6 separate regions of the Mus musculus genome follow, and all the other regions are linked to region 5. Evidence: chromatin contacts called from public ChIA-PET, Hi-C and HiChIP or PLAC-seq data. All regions are on one chromosome and are shown on one strand. The core of a region is the stretch at or near the end of the contact, and the rest is flanking DNA. Distances in the headings are between cores, read along the strand shown.

The links. Hi-C and Micro-C count contacts between places; a contact is called where the count stands out from the background. ChIA-PET counts read pairs in DNA pulled down with a chosen protein or histone mark. HiChIP or PLAC-seq counts read pairs in DNA pulled down with a chosen protein or histone mark.
Region 1: a Hi-C map of cerebellar granule neurons shows a contact between it and region 5, with 3 times the contacts expected there. The contact joins the enhancer-like site here to the promoter of Uxs1 in region 5. A contact is called at or near these places in 1 of 484 Hi-C or Micro-C datasets (cerebellar granule neurons) and 1 of 115 datasets of contacts at active chromatin or transcription factors (memory CD8 T cells).
Region 2: an H3K4me3 HiChIP or PLAC-seq map of the 230-238 cell line shows a contact between it and region 5, with 14 read pairs. The contact joins the enhancer-like site here to the promoter of Uxs1 in region 5. A contact is called at or near these places in 3 of 39 promoter capture datasets (the C10 cell line, cranial neural crest and pre-B cells), 1 of 484 Hi-C or Micro-C datasets (pre-B cells) and 2 of 115 datasets of contacts at active chromatin or transcription factors (the 230-238 cell line and effector CD8 T cells).
Region 3: a Hi-C map of bone marrow-derived macrophages shows a contact between it and region 5, with 3 times the contacts expected there. The contact joins the enhancer-like site here to the promoter of Uxs1 in region 5. A contact is called at or near these places in 8 of 484 Hi-C or Micro-C datasets (CD8 T cells, Th1 cells, bone marrow-derived macrophages and 5 more), 2 of 115 datasets of contacts at active chromatin or transcription factors (memory CD8 T cells and pancreatic cancer cells) and 1 of 9 other capture datasets (pancreatic islet).
Region 4: an RNA polymerase II ChIA-PET map of memory CD8 T cells shows a contact between it and region 5, with 17 read pairs. The contact joins the enhancer-like site here to the promoter of Uxs1 in region 5. A contact is called at or near these places in 1 of 484 Hi-C or Micro-C datasets (CD4 T cells) and 2 of 115 datasets of contacts at active chromatin or transcription factors (memory CD8 T cells and pancreatic cancer cells).
Region 6: a contact with region 5 is called in an H3K4me3 HiChIP or PLAC-seq map of the 230-238 cell line, with 2.5 times the contacts expected there. The contact joins the enhancer-like site here to the promoter of Uxs1 in region 5. A contact is called at or near these places in 1 of 39 promoter capture datasets (pre-B cells), 1 of 484 Hi-C or Micro-C datasets (pro-B cells), 3 of 115 datasets of contacts at active chromatin or transcription factors (the 230-238 cell line and craniofacial prominence) and 1 of 9 other capture datasets (adipose tissue).

What each region holds. Positions count from the first base shown.
Region 1 is chr1:43,560,867-43,563,566 of GRCm38.p6, reverse strand. All of the region lies in intron 4 of Nck2 (non-catalytic region of tyrosine kinase adaptor protein 2), which reads right to left. Among named protein-coding and RNA genes, the nearest start is that of Nck2, 120 kb to the right of the region's middle. Within about 2 kb of position 1,411, at least 42 of the 459 cell types and tissues checked have an H3K27ac peak or open chromatin away from gene starts, as enhancers often do. A contact at or near this core is called in cerebellar granule neurons and memory CD8 T cells, where this site is marked.
Region 2 is chr1:43,360,205-43,362,904 of GRCm38.p6, reverse strand. No RefSeq gene overlaps it. Among named protein-coding and RNA genes, the nearest start is that of Nck2, 84 kb to the left of the region's middle. Within about 2 kb of position 1,359, at least 128 of the 459 cell types and tissues checked have an H3K27ac peak or open chromatin away from gene starts, as enhancers often do. A contact at or near this core is called in the 230-238 cell line and effector CD8 T cells, where this site is marked.
Region 3 is chr1:43,464,692-43,467,391 of GRCm38.p6, reverse strand. The region is part of intron 1 of Nck2 (non-catalytic region of tyrosine kinase adaptor protein 2); the gene reads right to left. Among named protein-coding and RNA genes, the nearest start is that of Nck2, 20 kb to the right of the region's middle. Within about 2 kb of position 1,286, at least 84 of the 459 cell types and tissues checked have an H3K27ac peak or open chromatin away from gene starts, as enhancers often do. A contact at or near this core is called in CD8 T cells, Th1 cells, bone marrow-derived macrophages and 5 more, where this site is marked.
Region 4 is chr1:43,541,221-43,543,920 of GRCm38.p6, reverse strand. The region is part of intron 3 of Nck2 (non-catalytic region of tyrosine kinase adaptor protein 2); the gene reads right to left. Among named protein-coding and RNA genes, the nearest start is that of Nck2, 97 kb to the right of the region's middle. Within about 2 kb of position 1,415, at least 64 of the 459 cell types and tissues checked have an H3K27ac peak or open chromatin away from gene starts, as enhancers often do. A contact at or near this core is called in memory CD8 T cells, where this site is marked.
Region 5 is chr1:43,826,414-43,829,113 of GRCm38.p6, reverse strand. It overlaps Uxs1 (UDP-glucuronate decarboxylase 1), which reads left to right and starts at 1,275. Exons shown (of 15, transcript NM_026430.4): 1 at 1,275-1,499. The coding sequence starts at 1,406.
Region 6 is chr1:44,174,874-44,177,573 of GRCm38.p6, reverse strand. It overlaps Ercc5 (excision repair cross-complementing rodent repair deficiency, complementation group 5), which reads right to left. Exons shown (of 15, transcript NM_011729.2): 12 at 1,591-1,735. Among named protein-coding and RNA genes, the nearest start is that of Ercc5, 28 kb to the right of the region's middle. Within about 2 kb of position 1,308, at least 6 of the 459 cell types and tissues checked have an H3K27ac peak or open chromatin away from gene starts, as enhancers often do. A contact at or near this core is called in the 230-238 cell line and pro-B cells, where this site is marked.

The DNA.
Region 1 (2,700 bases), core at 162-2,661, 270 kb after region 5:
TATAATTTTACCATAAAGTATGTTCAGGGGGCATACACCCCACAAGGCAGGACTTCAAGTCCCAGCATCAGATTCACTGCAGGAGGGGCCTGGTACTCTGTACTTCTAGCAAGTTTGTTGCTGACAATGATGCTACCTGTCTAAGAAGTACTGCTTCTGAGCTCCGGCAGTGGATTGATTCTGCTACATGCCGGACACTCATCATAACACTGCAACTTTATAAAGCGAAACCGAGTACAGCAAGGAAGGTGAACGTGGGATTCCACTATGGTTACCACACACTAAATTTAATATGTACCGCAGACTCCACGGCATAAAAACGCTACTTCTAACTTCGCTGCTCCTGTCAGGGCATCAGGGTTTGTCAAGGAAATGTGTAGTGGCGGGGACTTGTGAAGCATCACTGTGGGTTTCATAAAATTAAAATAAGTTTGCCATTTGATTCAGCAAACCTACCAAAGGGTACACCTAAGAGAATTCAAGTAGAAACTTAAAGAAATATCTATATACCCACAATCATAGCAGCATTATTAATAATTAAAAACAAAACTAGAAACACCCTGAAAATCTATCACCAGATGAATAGATATCGAAAAAGGAATATTACTCATTATTGAAGGACAATTTCTAAAATATTGCTACAACATAAATGAACTCCAAAGACATTATAACTGAAATAAAATCAGGGACAACCAGAACATAATTCAGTGGAGGCAACCCACTTATAAGAGGCTCCTAAGTATAAAAACCCAGAGTGGGAAAGGAATCTCAGGGAAGAGGGCAGCTAGGGAGTCAGTGTCCAATGAGGACAGAGTTTCAGTTTGGGACAGTAATGGAGCTCTGAAGATTAGCAGCTGCACAATGATGTAAAAGCATTCACTGACTGAAATGCACACTTAAAAACTGTTGAAACAGCCAATTTGGTTTTAAAGACGTTTTACCACAAAAGGAAAAAGGGTAAAGGTTAAGTGGTGATCGACAAGAGATCTGAGAAACTGATGGGGATCCAGGAAACGGAAGGACCACGGTGGGTGGGGAGGCTGTTCCCTTCCTGCCGCAGAAGCCACCAACAGCGGGCATGGGAAGTCATGGCGAGGAGGCACTGTCCCCAAGTGCTGCCTCTTGGAGATCAAACAGAGATTTTGCCCACTTGAGACACCTGCTGACTACTTCGTTTTTTTTTTTTTTTTTTTTTAAGGGACCAGAAAAAAGTTGAGAGACGGCCCCAGCATCAAGGACTCTCTGGACTTCCTAGCTCATTCTTCTACAAATACATTTTTGTCTACCTCTCAAAATTCCTAGGGACACTGACTGCCTGTGTTTGCTGGAGCCACTATGCCGCTCTGGAGCAGATGGCATTAACACCATGCTGTGGACGGGATGTAGGCACAAGGCCAAACTGTGAAAGTGGTTATAAAGCTAACTGTTCTGGTTTCAATCTACCACAGTTCTTTATTCTCTGTGCATGCGAAGTCCATAACAGTAAACTGACAGTGAATGTATAAAGCTGTAAGTGGCACTCCACGGCTTCAGGATGGCCCTTTTAATGGTATGGAAGGTCACAGAGATGGGTATTCTGGGCCTGGTAAGTGTGTCTGCCTTGAACAAGCTGTATGATGATTTTGTCTGCGAGTTCCTTTAAACATAAACCTTTCTTGTTGAATTTTTCTTTCTTTTTTTTTTAAAAAGATTTATTTATTTATTATATGTAAGTACACGGTAGCTGTCTTCAGACACACCAGAAGAGGGCATCCGATCACATTACAGATGGTTGTGAGCCACCATGTGGTTGCTGGGATTTAAACTCAGGACCTCCGGAAGAGCAGTCAGTGCTCTTAACCACGGAGCCATCTCTCCAGCCCTCTTGTGGAATGGGAAAGAACTCTTCAAAGGACATTGATGTCGTTTCTCAAGTGTGAGATAGGGAGCACCCTACTTTTCCACAGCAGAAGGGGCCCCCAAGTGGGCTTGCTGGTCCACACACCCATTTGTCCTTAGTCTGCTGTACACGTGTTTTATTGAAGACACACATTCCAAGTCCATGTGTATAGTTTCATATCAAGACTAACTTTACATAGCATGCTTGTGGGATTGCCAGTAGGCAAGCCAAACTTACAAATCCTTTCTCTGAGAAGTAAATGAAAGTCTCCATATGTAAGACACACACTCGTGTCTACTGCAGCCACAGTAAAGTAAAAAAAAAAAAAAAAAAAATGCAAACCAGGCAAAACCCAAATATCGAAAAAGCCAGCCTCAGAAGTTCCCTCTTAGTACAGTTCACACATTAGCCACGTGGGCATTTCAGGGAGTCAAGTGATAAAGGCATATCTGATCCTGGGCTTTAAGTTTCTCTTTCCATTATACTTTTACATACATATTTTGGGTGAAAAGCATTTCTACCCTGTACTAACCATTTTGCAAGAACTCTATATAAGTCTTTTTGCAAAAAGGAGCTACAGATCTAAGGGATTTGAATGAGAACACTTCTGAACACTCTTAAGGTTGAACTGTCAATCTGACATTTTTTTCTTAGTCTGCAGAGCTGCTTTAGCGGACAGGGAATGGCCTCCTCTCCCTTTACCGCGCTGGCAGGCCTGAGAGCGAGCATCCAGACCCTTTAGCAGCAGCAGCAACAGTACTCCAGAGGCCAGGGATCTGACCCACTCCAGACAGCAGTACAGCACAGCCCCACACATGAAC
Region 2 (2,700 bases), core at 110-2,609, 470 kb after region 5:
CAGAGACGGAAAACAATCTTGCAGGGATCCTTGATGCCACCAGGATCACTGCTCTATTGGTTGAACAAATCTGTGTGGTATGCAAAGTACTTTGTCCTTCCTGTTTCATAATTCCAAATCACCAGAGACTCTTTTTAATTTGTTAGTAAGGAGTTCAGCTTGCTGGCTGTTCGGCTTCTCTAATAACATATATTTCTTGCTTGTTCTTTCTCTTTCTCTCTTTCTCTCTTTCTCTCTTTCTCCCTTCCTTCCTTCCTTCTTCCTTCCTTCCTTCCTTCCTTCCTTCCTTCCTTCTTTCTTTCTTTCTTTCTTTCTTTCTTTCTTTCTTTCTTTCTTTCTTTCTTTCTTTCTTTCTTTCTTTCTTTCTTCCTCCCTTGGAAGCAGGCATGTGCTAGAAAATGGAAAAGAAGTGATACAGAAGCATCTTCCAGACTCCCTTTGCCTTCCAGGAACTGATTATCTACAGAGGGAGACCAGGCGGGAAGCCTGGCATCTGTCACAGAGAGCAATGGGGTCATCTTCTCAGCGCCTTGCAGTCTCTAGGCACATTCATGCCTCTCACTTACTACCCGTGACATCTTGTGAACGAGGAAGTCAAGACTTTGATGTGGATTTAAAGTAAGAGAAATAGAAAGCTCTTGATGAAAAAAAAAAAAGAAAGAAAGAAAAAAAGAAAAGAAAAGAAAAAGGCTCTCCAGTGCCTCTTAGAAACAGTTAGAATTTTACTTTCTGAACAGGTTCTCTCTGCCCCCACAAATACCGGCTAAGGTACAGTTTCACAGCGATGCTGTCTGGGGTCAAGTATGTTTGCTGACATGGGCAGCTAAGTATACTAAAAGCCTAATGGGCTTATAGCTTTCAAATTAGACTAGACCAGCACTTTGTGGTGATGCCAGCATAGAAGAGAGCCAAGATGGAAGGAGCTGAGTGATCTGGGAAGAGAGAGAGGAAGCTAGGGGTCCTTTGCTCGGATTCTCTGGGGGGTATCAGAGGATGTGGAATGGGGGGGGGCTTGGAAGCCCTGTAGTGGGGTTGCTTCTGTCATGGCCTCATGGGTAGTACAGCCTGCATGTGCAAGCCTTGTGGGTTGAGTGATGATCTCTTGCAAATGAAAGCTGTCGGAATCAAGGCATAGGCAGGGCAGGGCAGGGCAGGGCAGGGGTTGATCCTCTTGCTTCTCTTACTTAAATGAGAAGTTTCTTTTCTGCCCATTGATCTGTGAAGTTCTTGTCATTTAGCATGGAGAAGTGAGTTTTCCCTGGTTACTGATGGGAGACGGCAGAGAGCTAGTTTGAATGGGGGTCATGCCTAATGAATCCAGACTGAAACTAAGCAGTGACTTCAGAAGCCCTCACCACAAACCGGAAAAGAGAAGGGGGAGGGCTCAAGGAGCAGTGCTGTGTGTTCCAGATTGGAAGCACTGACTCAGAAGGAAGCTGAGTCAATACTGTTTGGGATTTTATTTGTTTTTCTCTTTAAAAAATGTGTTGTTTTATGCCTTGTTGTTGACATTATTTGTCTGAATTGAACATCTGCTGTGTGCTAGTCTCTGTTACCCACTCAGGTTTTCTCACACTAAGTCTTTTGCATTTGGGCACAGCTGTCTTAAATGGTTGCCTGGCTCTTATCCCCTCCATCCCCTCTTGCTTTAACTCAGCTCATGAGGTAAAGGACATGGGATTTACCTCCAATGTAAAGCTTGCTCCAGGTCCTCGTGCGTGAGCAGACAGGATTTATCTTTTGATACCTGAGGATCCATAACCGGGGTGGCTTGTCCCTAACTTTAGGTTCAACTGCTACCTAACAAGTGTCAATCTTCTGCCTCTTGGCTTATGTAAGAGGCAAAAGCGTGGCAGCCCCTGAGGCAGAACAGCTTTATCTGCAACACAGAAATCTTAGAGAAGAGTTTTCTGACCAGCCTCTGCTCGCTGGGGTCACAGAAATGTCAGTCTCCAAAGTCATTAATCCTTTGCGAGCAGCAGCCATGTGGACAGAGACTACAATAGAGCTCTCTCTCCCTGGAGTCAGGATGTTTGGAAACTGCAATTTGATTGTCACTGGATAAATCACCACTGTACTGTGTAGGGGATAAATAGAGACCAGAAGGAAAGTGTTGTGTCCAGGGTGCCTAACAGTGCCGTTGCCAGCATTACCCTTGCAGTGAGTAGCTAGCCCACAGCTATGAGGGGAAATGAGGACTTTTTTTTTTTTTAAAGAAATATATATATATATATTCTCATAACCAAAACCACAGGTACCTGAACCTGGCATCTGAAGGAAAGTCCCCCTTGAACACTCAGAGCTGTGAATTCACTAGTGAGAATTTCCTCCCAGTTCGAAACGACCACGTGGACGGTTCAGATGGCTCTGCTCGGAAACACGCTGAATGTTTACATGGGGCCATCCTTTTTCAGCTGCTTCGTGATGAAGGGTTGTGGATGGTCATTGTTCCCTTTGTTCCCTCAGCTTGGAAAACAGAAAACATAACATCCAAGAGACACAGCTTCTACAGCCCTCACACACAGTCAGGGAGCCAGGGGTGGAGTTGGGAGGTGGGTGGGGTGGATGGGGGCGACAGAGAGGATCTGTTATTGGTTGTTTGATACTCTGTGACCTTCAGACTATAGCCTTTCTTTCCAGTTTGGCTTGGAGGGAAGAAAAAAGTCCTCCTGGCTGTATGAAGCACATGGTGTAACTGAA
Region 3 (2,700 bases), core at 37-2,536, 360 kb after region 5:
CTAGAACATCTACAAAAATACCTTCCACAAAACAGCAGTTAAGCTATTGTGGAAACAAGGCTAAATGAAAAAAATAAAGTCCTACCGAGTTAACTCAATGTCAACTTCTAAGCTTTTATTGTCCATCACGAGCAGACTATGCTGGCAGTTGCCCTACAGTAACAACTGAATGGGAAGTTACATTAATACATTTCTCTACTTTTTAAATGGGGTTGCCTACAGTGGCTCAACAACAATAAATATGACACCACTAAAGTAAAAGGGATCTAATGAAAGGAACAGACAGGACTCCACAATCAAACACTCCAGGCTTCCTCTTTCTAGAGAGAGGAAGGTGAGCACGACCGTTCAGCATTGGTAGGTGAGAGTGGACTTCACCCACACAGAATCCCTGCAATGGCAAAGCGCACAGAGGGAATAAAACCCCCGCAGGCCCTCTAAACACAGACACAAGGTTTGTGGATGGAATTATGCTCAGTCAGCACCAGAAGCAGCAGCCCCTGGTTCCGTGTGCTGCTGAGCACCATCCACCTCACACAGCGACCTATGTGCACCTATGTGCAACCCACATGGAAGGAGTTAAAGGACAGCAGGCTTCTGAGACCAACACTTCCCTCCACTCCTGAGTCTGACCAACAGTATGCATCCAAAAACAGAAACAAAAAACCCCTGAAAACAAAGGCACTAGTCTATCATTATACTAACTTGTAGACATTAAAACTAGTAATAAATCTAACAGACCTCATTACAGAAGGCAACAGAATGCAGGGCCTGAAACCTATGAGGGAGCAGAGGCAGGGTGTGTGGATGCAAGCACAGTCTGCAGAAGCCCATCCCTGGGTTCCTAGCACAGGCCACAGTGTAGATGGGCTCTGGGAAGGGAAAAGAGCCCTCAGAGAGCAAGGTATCTATGGCAGGTTAAAACAGACCAAGTTCTCCTACTCCTTCCAGTGCCTCCAGGACCACGCCCTCAGCACACACAGTTCCCAGCTGGAAGGCCTGCACACCTTCTGTGCCCCTCAAGCTGCGAGTGCTGCGGCATTTCACACCCACTGGTTCAAACTGGCCCTCACCTCCAACATCTCCTCTTCACCCTTTTGCTAAAAAAAAAAAAAAAAAAGGTACCCCGTAAAGTAATTTTCTGCACTCTTGAAAAAATTAGGGGAAACACCATAAAAACCTCACGGAGAACGAGAATAGTAATTTTGAAGAGTCATGCTTGGTAGCAAATGCTGACCAAGAAGTAATAAAAATAGGCCACTCTGGTATCCTGTATTAGTCACCTGACACTGCGTAATAAACAGTACACGTGTAGCAGCTGAAAATACACAGCCTACTACTAAGCTCTGTGAGTCTGGAGTCTGGGCCTGCCACATCCAATACACATGCCTACAAAGACACCCAGTCAAAACATGTCTTCTTCTAAAACGTACAATCTAAATAGTACCTCTGGTAGGCTATCTGCCTGTTTCAGGCATGACAAGCTGACGGAAAATACAATAATGTGCCACATAATGAAATTTCAGTCACTGACAAATCACGTAAGTTACAGTGGTTCTTAGGGGACACTGGAACACAAACATCCTACAGACTGGTAATGTCACAGCCACCCTGGCACTGATGCTCATGGAACCGACTGTGCCACATATGTAAATGCATGTGCAATTGTATGCAGGACATTACACTTGATGATAAATGACTGCTCATAGCACACACACACATACACACACACACAAACTATAACCCCTCTGCTGTCTTAAATACTTGGAGCTTACTGTGTCTCCTGATTGCCTCATGTTCTCTTGTGCTTAATTTAATCTTGTACAGCTGTCATCATGACTACAAACAAGAGAATGAACACACACATACATACATACATCCAGACCTTCCAGGTGTGTAACATGGCTGTCTGGTATTCCTGTACCATTTAGGTTTGTGACATGAATCACATGACAGATTTCTCAAGCACACCCCCACCATTAGATGATGTTTGTGTGTAGCAAATGGGTTACTAAACAAAGGAATACCCAGGCCTCTCTTTCATCTGGCCACTGACTAAAAGCATAATAATCCAACTCTACCATTTACCCTGTGCCCCAAATATGGCTCCAATGAACAACCTACCAAGAGCAACAGTCACTCTTAAAAGGACATGCCAAGGCTAAGAGTGTTTCATCTGTTGTCAGGAAGTCCCTTCAAAGGGAGAGATGTATGTGTTGAGAAGATTGTACAGTTATACACAGTGGCCACAAAAACAGAGGCTGCAAACATGAAGCTGAGAACAGGAAGTCTGCAAGATGGGGAGGAGTCTTCTTCACAACTGTCTTAAGGAGTCTGTTCTGCTCATTTTAGCAAGACATGAATTTATAAAATTAGAACAATAAAGAGATACACTCAATAAAGAAGAATAAAGTTACTGTGTCATCCTTACTATTCAAAGGCATCCATACCACAGAAAGAAAATAAATAAAAAGTGCCAAAAAACTGTGTCTCAGAAATCAAGGTCTCGGGCTAGGGGTGTGGTTCAGTGGTAGAGCTCTTGCCTAGCATACCTGGGGCCCTCATAAATAAATCTCTAAGTAAGCAAGTAAGAAAGGAGGAAAGGAGGAAAAGAAAGGGGATGGATCTGGGTCTCAATAAAATACTTGGAGCTCTGTTTGCACCTACAGATCTTTTTGCCTGGCAAAGCCGCCAGCTTCT
Region 4 (2,700 bases), core at 166-2,665, 290 kb after region 5:
GGTGTGGAACCTATAAACAGAGACAGGGACTCACAGTAATGAATCTGACCTTCTGTCCTCCATGAAGACACAAGGGGCTACGGCAGCCTAGTGGGCGGAGCAACACGGATTTCATGCACTCTACTGCTAGCTCCACACCTGCTTCTCCAGGATTTCTTAGCTATACCCCTCCCACATCTCATGGTCTCTCCTAGATTTTGTCCTATTAACTTAAAAAAAAAATCTTTCTCTATTTCCTAATTATCCTCCCACTGATCTGTTATAAGCTGTTTTATATTTTTGGTTCTAAATACTTGGAAATGCATGTGATACAAAAACAAATATGAATTATATGAATTATTCTGAGTGTCTGGCAGCACAACAGTATAGAAGTTTCCATAGTATTCCAGCAGCAATCCATGTGGCAGCCTGTTTCTACTGTGAACAATCTGGGGAGACAGAGTTGTAATGGATTCTAAATAAGAATGCTTTTGCGTTTAACTCATACGTGCACAAGGGTAGATAGTAATGACACCACAGAGTGGGTGAAGTCATGACAGACTTCTAGAGAAGTCTGGACATCTGAGACAGAATTGAGGTCCTGCTTCTTTAATGTTAAAATTTTCCAGGGGTGTGTTGGGCTGTGTCCTGATCTTTAATGAAGTAGTTCCACAGAGTGACTTGGCTAGGAATCATGTTCTAAGGCAAGATGGCAAGCAGACTTCAGTCAGTACAGAAAAGCCCAGGACTTCTACAGCAAATGCACTGCCACAAATCAATATCTCCCTTAACAGGATAAAAACCTCAAGCACTCCAAAGAACCAAGAAGTAAAGGGCCTGTCAGAAAACTTAAATGCCCTGGCGAATATCAGGCACCCTGCAGAGACAGCCCATGTGCTTTGCACCAACTCCATTGAGAGCAGCAAGGAGCCATCCAAGCAACTTAACTGAAATGCATACAAAGGGTAAATCGAAACAACAGCCAGGGAGCAACCAAGTCACCAATATGAACAGTCCACAGGAATCAACTAGACAGCTCACTCCTTTCTCCCTGGGGTCCCCTAAGAGACTGGAGAACGGCAGAGAGTGCAGGCAGGCTTCAGTGGGTTTGAATTTCAACCTCATGACTTACTGTGTGTGTGTTCTTCAGCACAACAGTAACTTCCAAGACTCAATATTCTTCTGAAAAATGAGGTACTCACTTCTCTTTTATGGGTGAGGCAAAGATTAAATAAGTGAAGCCCTTGCTGATCATTCTCTGAAAAGCCACATGAGGTCAGGTGGGGACCTGGGTTTTCTGCTGTGGGAGCTTTCTGCTGGGCTTCAGAGCGACCGACAGCACAATGCCCAACTGTAGAAGGAGTCCACACCTGTGTATCAGCTCCTGCATGCTATTGTAAAGTTCTCTAGCCCCTTTCTGCCAGGGAGTGAAGCCGTGACAGCTTTTAACTAACAGGATGTGGTATTTTGTTACCCCTCCCTGGCATTAGTCTATTGGTGTTAACTATTCAGTTAGCTGCAATCAAAGATAGGAGGAGCAGCTGCCCCTTAAGCACTCACAAAGCTCAGGAGTTCTGCGTTCAGCAGGCCAAAGCCACATCCAGAAAAGACAAAAGCAAACCCTGAAGAGGACTGGATACTGAAGGTTAGCCATCAAAAAAAGAAAATGATGGAAAGGCTGGCTTGAGGTACTTACTATGCACCTCAGAAATATCAGGTCTCTGCTGTAGTCACCAAATAAAAATGATTTAAATGGCTCTAAAACCCGAAATTCACAGAAACAAAGCAACTATGTTCCATGGCTTAGCCTCCAGACCTATGTATAACAGCAGACTCTGGGAATAAGCACCAGTATACATGAGGAGGTCAGAGGAGGGCAGCGGGCATCTTGCTCTACCATGTTCTGCCTTGCTCTCTTCAGACAGGACCTCTCACTTAACCTGGAGCTGGGTTAGTGGCCAACAAGCTCCGGCTCCACCCTACCCCACTCCCACCCCACCAGTGTTAGGGGCGCACATATACATCCAAACACACTTGACATTTTCCACAGGCTTGGGGAGTCAAACTCAGGTCTTAATGCAAGTGTTCTGACCAGGTAGGCCATTTCCCCTCCTCTATTTTGAAACAGAGCCTCATGCAGCTCAAACTGGCTTCAAACTCGGCTATGGTTCCAAGGCAGACCTCGAACTTCTTCTGATCTTCCTGCCAGGATTGCAGGTATGTGTCACCACGTTCCAGCTAATACATTTTCTTTTCCTTACAAAGGAACCAGTCTGAGGTACTTTACTCTGGCAGCAACAAAAATGTAAGCCGTGAGCTCTCTATACTTAACAGTCATGCAGGAGTGTCCCCACCTGTCATTTCCACCAAACACACCCACTCCCTCTCTACTCAACTCATACAGGTCTCCTCTCCAGGCCACTTTTATTTATTTACTTTTATTTTTATTTTTTCCTGTCTCTCCATTTCTCTTTGTCCTTCTGCTGGTCTTTTGGGTTCAGAATCCCCAAGTAATCAATGACTGATGCTTCTGTGTTCCACGTTGAGCCGCAAGGTCTGGAAAGCACCACTGTAAATTTCACTGTAAATGAGCTTCTCCATTCTCACTACTGAGCTCAGGGCTTGGAAAGTCATGCATGGGTCATGTTGAGGCCCTGTTTCCAGCCTCTAAAAACAGACACCGTCCTCTGTTGTCCTAGCCTGAAGACTAGGGTCAGGATA
Region 5 (2,700 bases), core at 26-2,525:
TCTGATTCTATCAAATACCCTAAGGCCTAGCAGAACATGTGTTTCTGAAGACTCTTTGTATGCATTCCCTTAGGATATAGCTTGACAGGTACAATACAGTACTGGGTGATACAGTCCAAAATCAACTGATTAATTCACCATTTCCTATCACTATTGCTCAAAGCAAAGTTTTATGGGTCACTTTTAGGAACCTCTGTGTTCTACACTATTAATGTAGTTACTTTTGACAAGAGTCTGCCTATTTGATAGGATGTGGAGCTTTTGCTCTAAATTGTCCTTTCAATGGATAGTTTTTAGTTCTTAAAACTCACCAGAAAATTCCTGAATTGGAAATGACTTACAGATGGAGACATGAAAATCCAGAGTCACAGTCTCCGGTCTATGTTCTTCCCTCCTTAACCATGCAGACATCCCAACATTACAGTACACTCATACAATCTGAAGATGGCAACCCTTTCTTCATAGGTCTTCAAGCAGCCCTCATGTTTCTATCTTTTATCAGGGTTGTTATGAATGTGAAACTGTCTGCCAACACTGAGTCTCATTAATATTCAAACATCTGAGAGGAAAAGTACCTCAGATCTCATTGTGCTATGCTTAAGGAGAAGACATAACCAGAGCATTCTGTCTCGCTTTTGGTAACTATGATCAGGCAAAGTGTCTGTTGTTCTGAAATTATTCCCATACACTTTGTACCAGAAATGATCCCTGCTCATTTCTGCTGTTCCCACTGCAGTGTGGTTTGTCCTAAATTCCAACGATTAACAACCTCTTCATGATAATATACCCTTCATCTTTAAAATAAAGAAAATGAAGAGAAGTGTTGTCGATTCACCGGCGCGTTTGGGATTTATCACTTTCCTGCCTTGCAAAAAGAACAGCTAAGAAGGCAACTTACTAGCCCCGCACTCATAGAAACTCAACTGTTCACTGTCAAGACACACCAATTACAGCAAACCAGTTCTTCATCTCCAACAGCGCGAGGCCACAGCCCAGCCGGCCGTGTAGGACTAAGAACGCGCAAGCGCCCTGCAAGTTGCAGGCGAACTTCCGAGATCCGCGCCAAACGTCGAACGCTACCCCAGCAGCGAAAAGGGGGCAAGCACACTGGGCTGCGCATGCGCGCTCCGAGCCACCCACTGTGCCCACCCATCCCTGGTTGATTGACACCATCCTGAAAACTCAGGGATTACACTGCGCTTGCGGGGAAAAGGAGGATGAGGGCGGGGCACGGCTGTGGGCGGAGCCGGAGGCCGGGACCCAGCCGCGCGAGCGCAGTGGTTTAGCCGGCAGGAAGCCGGGCGCGCGGGGGTGGGGCTGGTGCACGGGGGCGGGGCTCGGGCCGCCGCGCATTGTGCTGCGGCTGGCCGGCGCGGCAGGCCCCGGACCCGAGCGGTTCCCGGGCATGGTGAGCAAGGGGCTGTTGCGCCTTGTCTCTTCAGTCAACCGCAGGAGGATGAAGCTTCTGCTCGGCATCGCGCTGTTCGCCTACGCCGCCTGTGAGTGCGTGCGCGGTGGGCGGGAGCCCATTCATTCCCGCGCGGCGGGGAGCGGGCGCTGCGGCCGAGCAGCAGGCTGTTCAGGGCCGGGGACCGGTTCACAGCTTCCACGAGGCTGAACTTGTGCTGTGGAGCCGCTGGCCGCTTTGCTTGCTGCCCGCTTCCGCGTAGGCCCGGCGTCGGACCGGTGGCCGGTGTTGGGGCCTTTGCCCGGGACGCGGTGGACACGTTCCCCGAGCTGTAGACACTGCGGACTCGGCCAACCTCGCAGCGCCCGCCAGCTCGTACTGACCCGAACCGCTGTGCTGTGCTGTCCACAGCACCCAGGGTTAGGGTTAGGGTGAACCTGGAGAGTGCGGCGCGGGGACATCCTTGGGGACGGTGCTGGTTAAGTAGGATAAAAATATTATAGCTATTGGCAGGGTCCCTGCTCCGACTGTTTGCTCCGCAGGAAAATTACTCAGCAGCTGAGTGTTGCCATTCTCCGTGGATGCCCTGTGTGGCCATGCTCTGATATCCTGTCTCACACTCCCCGCTCCCCACTCTCCTCCCGCGCCACCAGGTACTCCTCCAGCGTGTCGCGGAAGGAGGCACAGCATAGGGGGCAGGCGGGGCGGGTGTCAATTGGATCCTTAGCCTGTTTATCTTGAGGGGCCCTCAGCTTCTCAGAGAAGGCAAAGTCTAGTTTTTTGGTGTTTGTTTGTTTGTTTTTGCTCTGTGCAACTGGATATAACAGCTATTACTACTTTACCAAGTACCAAAATTGGGCTAAAAATAGCTCTCAGAGTGAGTGAGCTCCTTCTGAATCCTGGCCACCCAGGCAAACATACTCGAATGAAAACTGCTAAGTGATTGAGTTTCCAGGGTCTGATTCCCAGGTGAGTAGGTACTTTGGAACGTGGGTTCAACTGATGGGATGATGGTGTTAGTAGGATGCAGACTGGCTGCTACAGCTCAGCTGTTGCAAGAGGAGGAGGAGGAGGAGGAGGAGGAGGAGGAGGAGGAGGAGGAGGAGGAGGAGCAGGAGGAGGAGGAGCAGCAGCAGCAGCAGCAGCAGCAGCAGCAGCAGCAGCAGCCAGGAAGCTCTGGAAAGGCTTCTGGTTGCTAGGAGAAGTTTTAGATCTGGGTGGCTTGGTAGATTTGATTGGTTTCAGCAAGGAAGGAAGAATTAACTTCAAGTGTGGTCTGTATTGAAGAAGAT
Region 6 (2,700 bases), core at 59-2,558, 350 kb before region 5:
ATTTATTATGGCACACTTTCTTTTTTCTTTTAATGCTCCTCTGATGAAGAGATCATTATTCCATCTCTGTGACTTTGGATAATGATCAAGAAGCTATAGCTGTGGAGCAGAAAACATGCCTGTTCACTTCCTGCTTTTTTTGGAAAAAACTGCCCTTGGAAGCAGCCACCACTCCTTGAGAAACCTGTGCTCACTGCAGAGATCTCAATGGAGACTAGCCAAGGTCTACCAGCATTTTATCTGTCTACTGACAGTGCCTGGCGTGTGAAACTTGCAGCAGGTCCTTGAGCTTTGACCTGTTCTAAGACAGAGAATAAGAATAAAAGACTCCCACGCAAGTTTCAGAGTCAGGAGCAAAAACACCACGTGCTGCTAGTGGAGGCTAAGGAGGTTTAAGGTAGGTAACTGCAGTGTGCCAACAGAAAACTGAGAGATAATACCATGGAAATTCAAACATGCTCCTCACCTACCCAACTTGCAGCAGTTTGTAAAGAATACCTACCCTCCCTTCAATTCTATGTCTTCACATATTAGTACCAGCAACTGGGTTCCAGCCTGCAGGCCACTTCAGTGAGCAACTTCAGAGTGCCATCTACCATTCAAAAGCTTAACAGTGGGCTTCAATACCAAAATCAAGAGGAAAATAATGCTTTCTTTTCTTTTTAAGTTTTTGCTTGTTTTGTTTTGAGTATATATGTGACTGTCACATATGTGCAGGTGCCCTCGGAGGCCATCTAATGTAGGTGCTGGGAACTCACTTGAGTCCTCTAGAGGGAAATGTTTTCTTAACCAGTTTTACAACATAATACTGGCAAAGCACACAAGTATCTGCCCTTAATACACCCCTTAAAGAATCCCGAGTCCTGGGCATAACAATAACAGATCCCGAATATGTCAACTTCTCCAAAGCTCAGAAGCTGCACCTTAAGTACAGCAAACTCTGGGTCAGCACGTGGGTTTTCCTGGAAAGTGACTTTACAATGTAAGTTCCTGCACCTGCACCTCAAAGCACATTTATGGTTGACTTCTTTTATAACACTGAACAAGTGGTGAAAAATTTCACTAGCAATACTGAACAATTTCATTTGCTTCTCCACTATCCATTTACTCCCACAAGAAGCGGCAAGGGTGTAGAATATAACTACTCATCTTTTCCACTGATAAGGCCTGAATATCTTACTCATATTGACTACTCTATAATCATCTAAATGAACTCAGAGGCAGCTCACACATTAATGAGCACTACAGACCATCTTTGTGTCCCTGGACTAGGATAAATCAGCCATGACCAAAACGAGACTAAAATAGACCAAAAACAGATTCACCAAGGCCCTGGAAACCACAGCCACTGTCACCAACTACTGCCTCAATGTACAATGACTTGGGACAGCTTGTGATTTTAGAAACATATTCTCAAAAGTGATGGCACACACCTACAGTAGCAGCTACATAGGAAGCTGAGGCTGGAGGATTGCAACTTTGAGCTCAGCCTAAGCAACAGCACAGTAAGAGCTCAGTTAAAAATAATCCATGTATTAGTCTGAGTATATATATATATACCTGAATTAAAGGCATGAGAAAAAGGCTTACGAGAATTTTAGGAGTGGGTCCAGGCCTCGTCCAGGGAATTCATTGAGAATCTCCATGGCTGTTACACAGCCTACAGTTGGTATCCCTTCCGTATAGTCACTGCCCAGTAGATAGGCCAAGTTGATTAGCTTGTTACGGTCCAGTCCTGTATAAATAGCAATCAATCAATCGATCATATATATATATATATACAGAGACAGACAGACAGACAGACAGACAGACAGACAGACAGAAGAAAGGACATACAGACAGATAGATGTTGTTTTGTTTTGTTTTTCAAGACAGGGTTTCTTTGTGCAGCCCTGACTGTACTGGAACTCATTTTGTAGATCAGGCTAGCCTCAAACTCACAGAGATCCAATGGGCCTCTGCTTCCCAAATGCTGGGAATAAAGGCATAAACCACTGCATTCTTTAATATTTTATAAAAATTAATATTATATATAATTTATATATTATAAAGTTTTAATATTTTATAAATTTTATATAACATATTATATAAGCTGTATATGTTAAACCAACATCCGAGGACATATTTAATTTAAAAATAGGTTCTTTTGTTAAATATTCTGTTGAGATTTAAATTTTAAGTAGTCTTATGTGAAATTTTCTATATAAGCTGACCTCTACATTTAGTTATCTAGACTGCTTACTCTGACCACAAGCATATGCATTCAATTACCAACAGAGTACTCCTGCCTGTGTATCTAGTGAGACTCTCAGGTTGAACTTATCTCAATTTAACTCTCCCTTCCTCTTCTCCACTCTACTACTGGCCCAGAACCAGGAATCTAGAACCTTTCCTCCCACCTCCTACATCTAAGACATGCACACTCCTCTCTCTGATGTACCAGACACTACAAGGTTTCAGTTTCTTCTCTCCAATATTAACCACTGTTATCACCACCTCCCCCATTCCCATTGGTCTCCTTGCCTCTCTAGAATATGTATATAAACAAGGTTCTGCCTCAAGGCTTTGAAATCTTTAAGTCCCTCTGACACAGTCTTTGTCAAAACTGTAGTTACAGTTTTCTTCCGATTTCCTTAAGGAGCCTGCCCAAGACTGCCACAAACAAAGCCTCCGTTGATGACAACCCTGTGAGGAACAGCA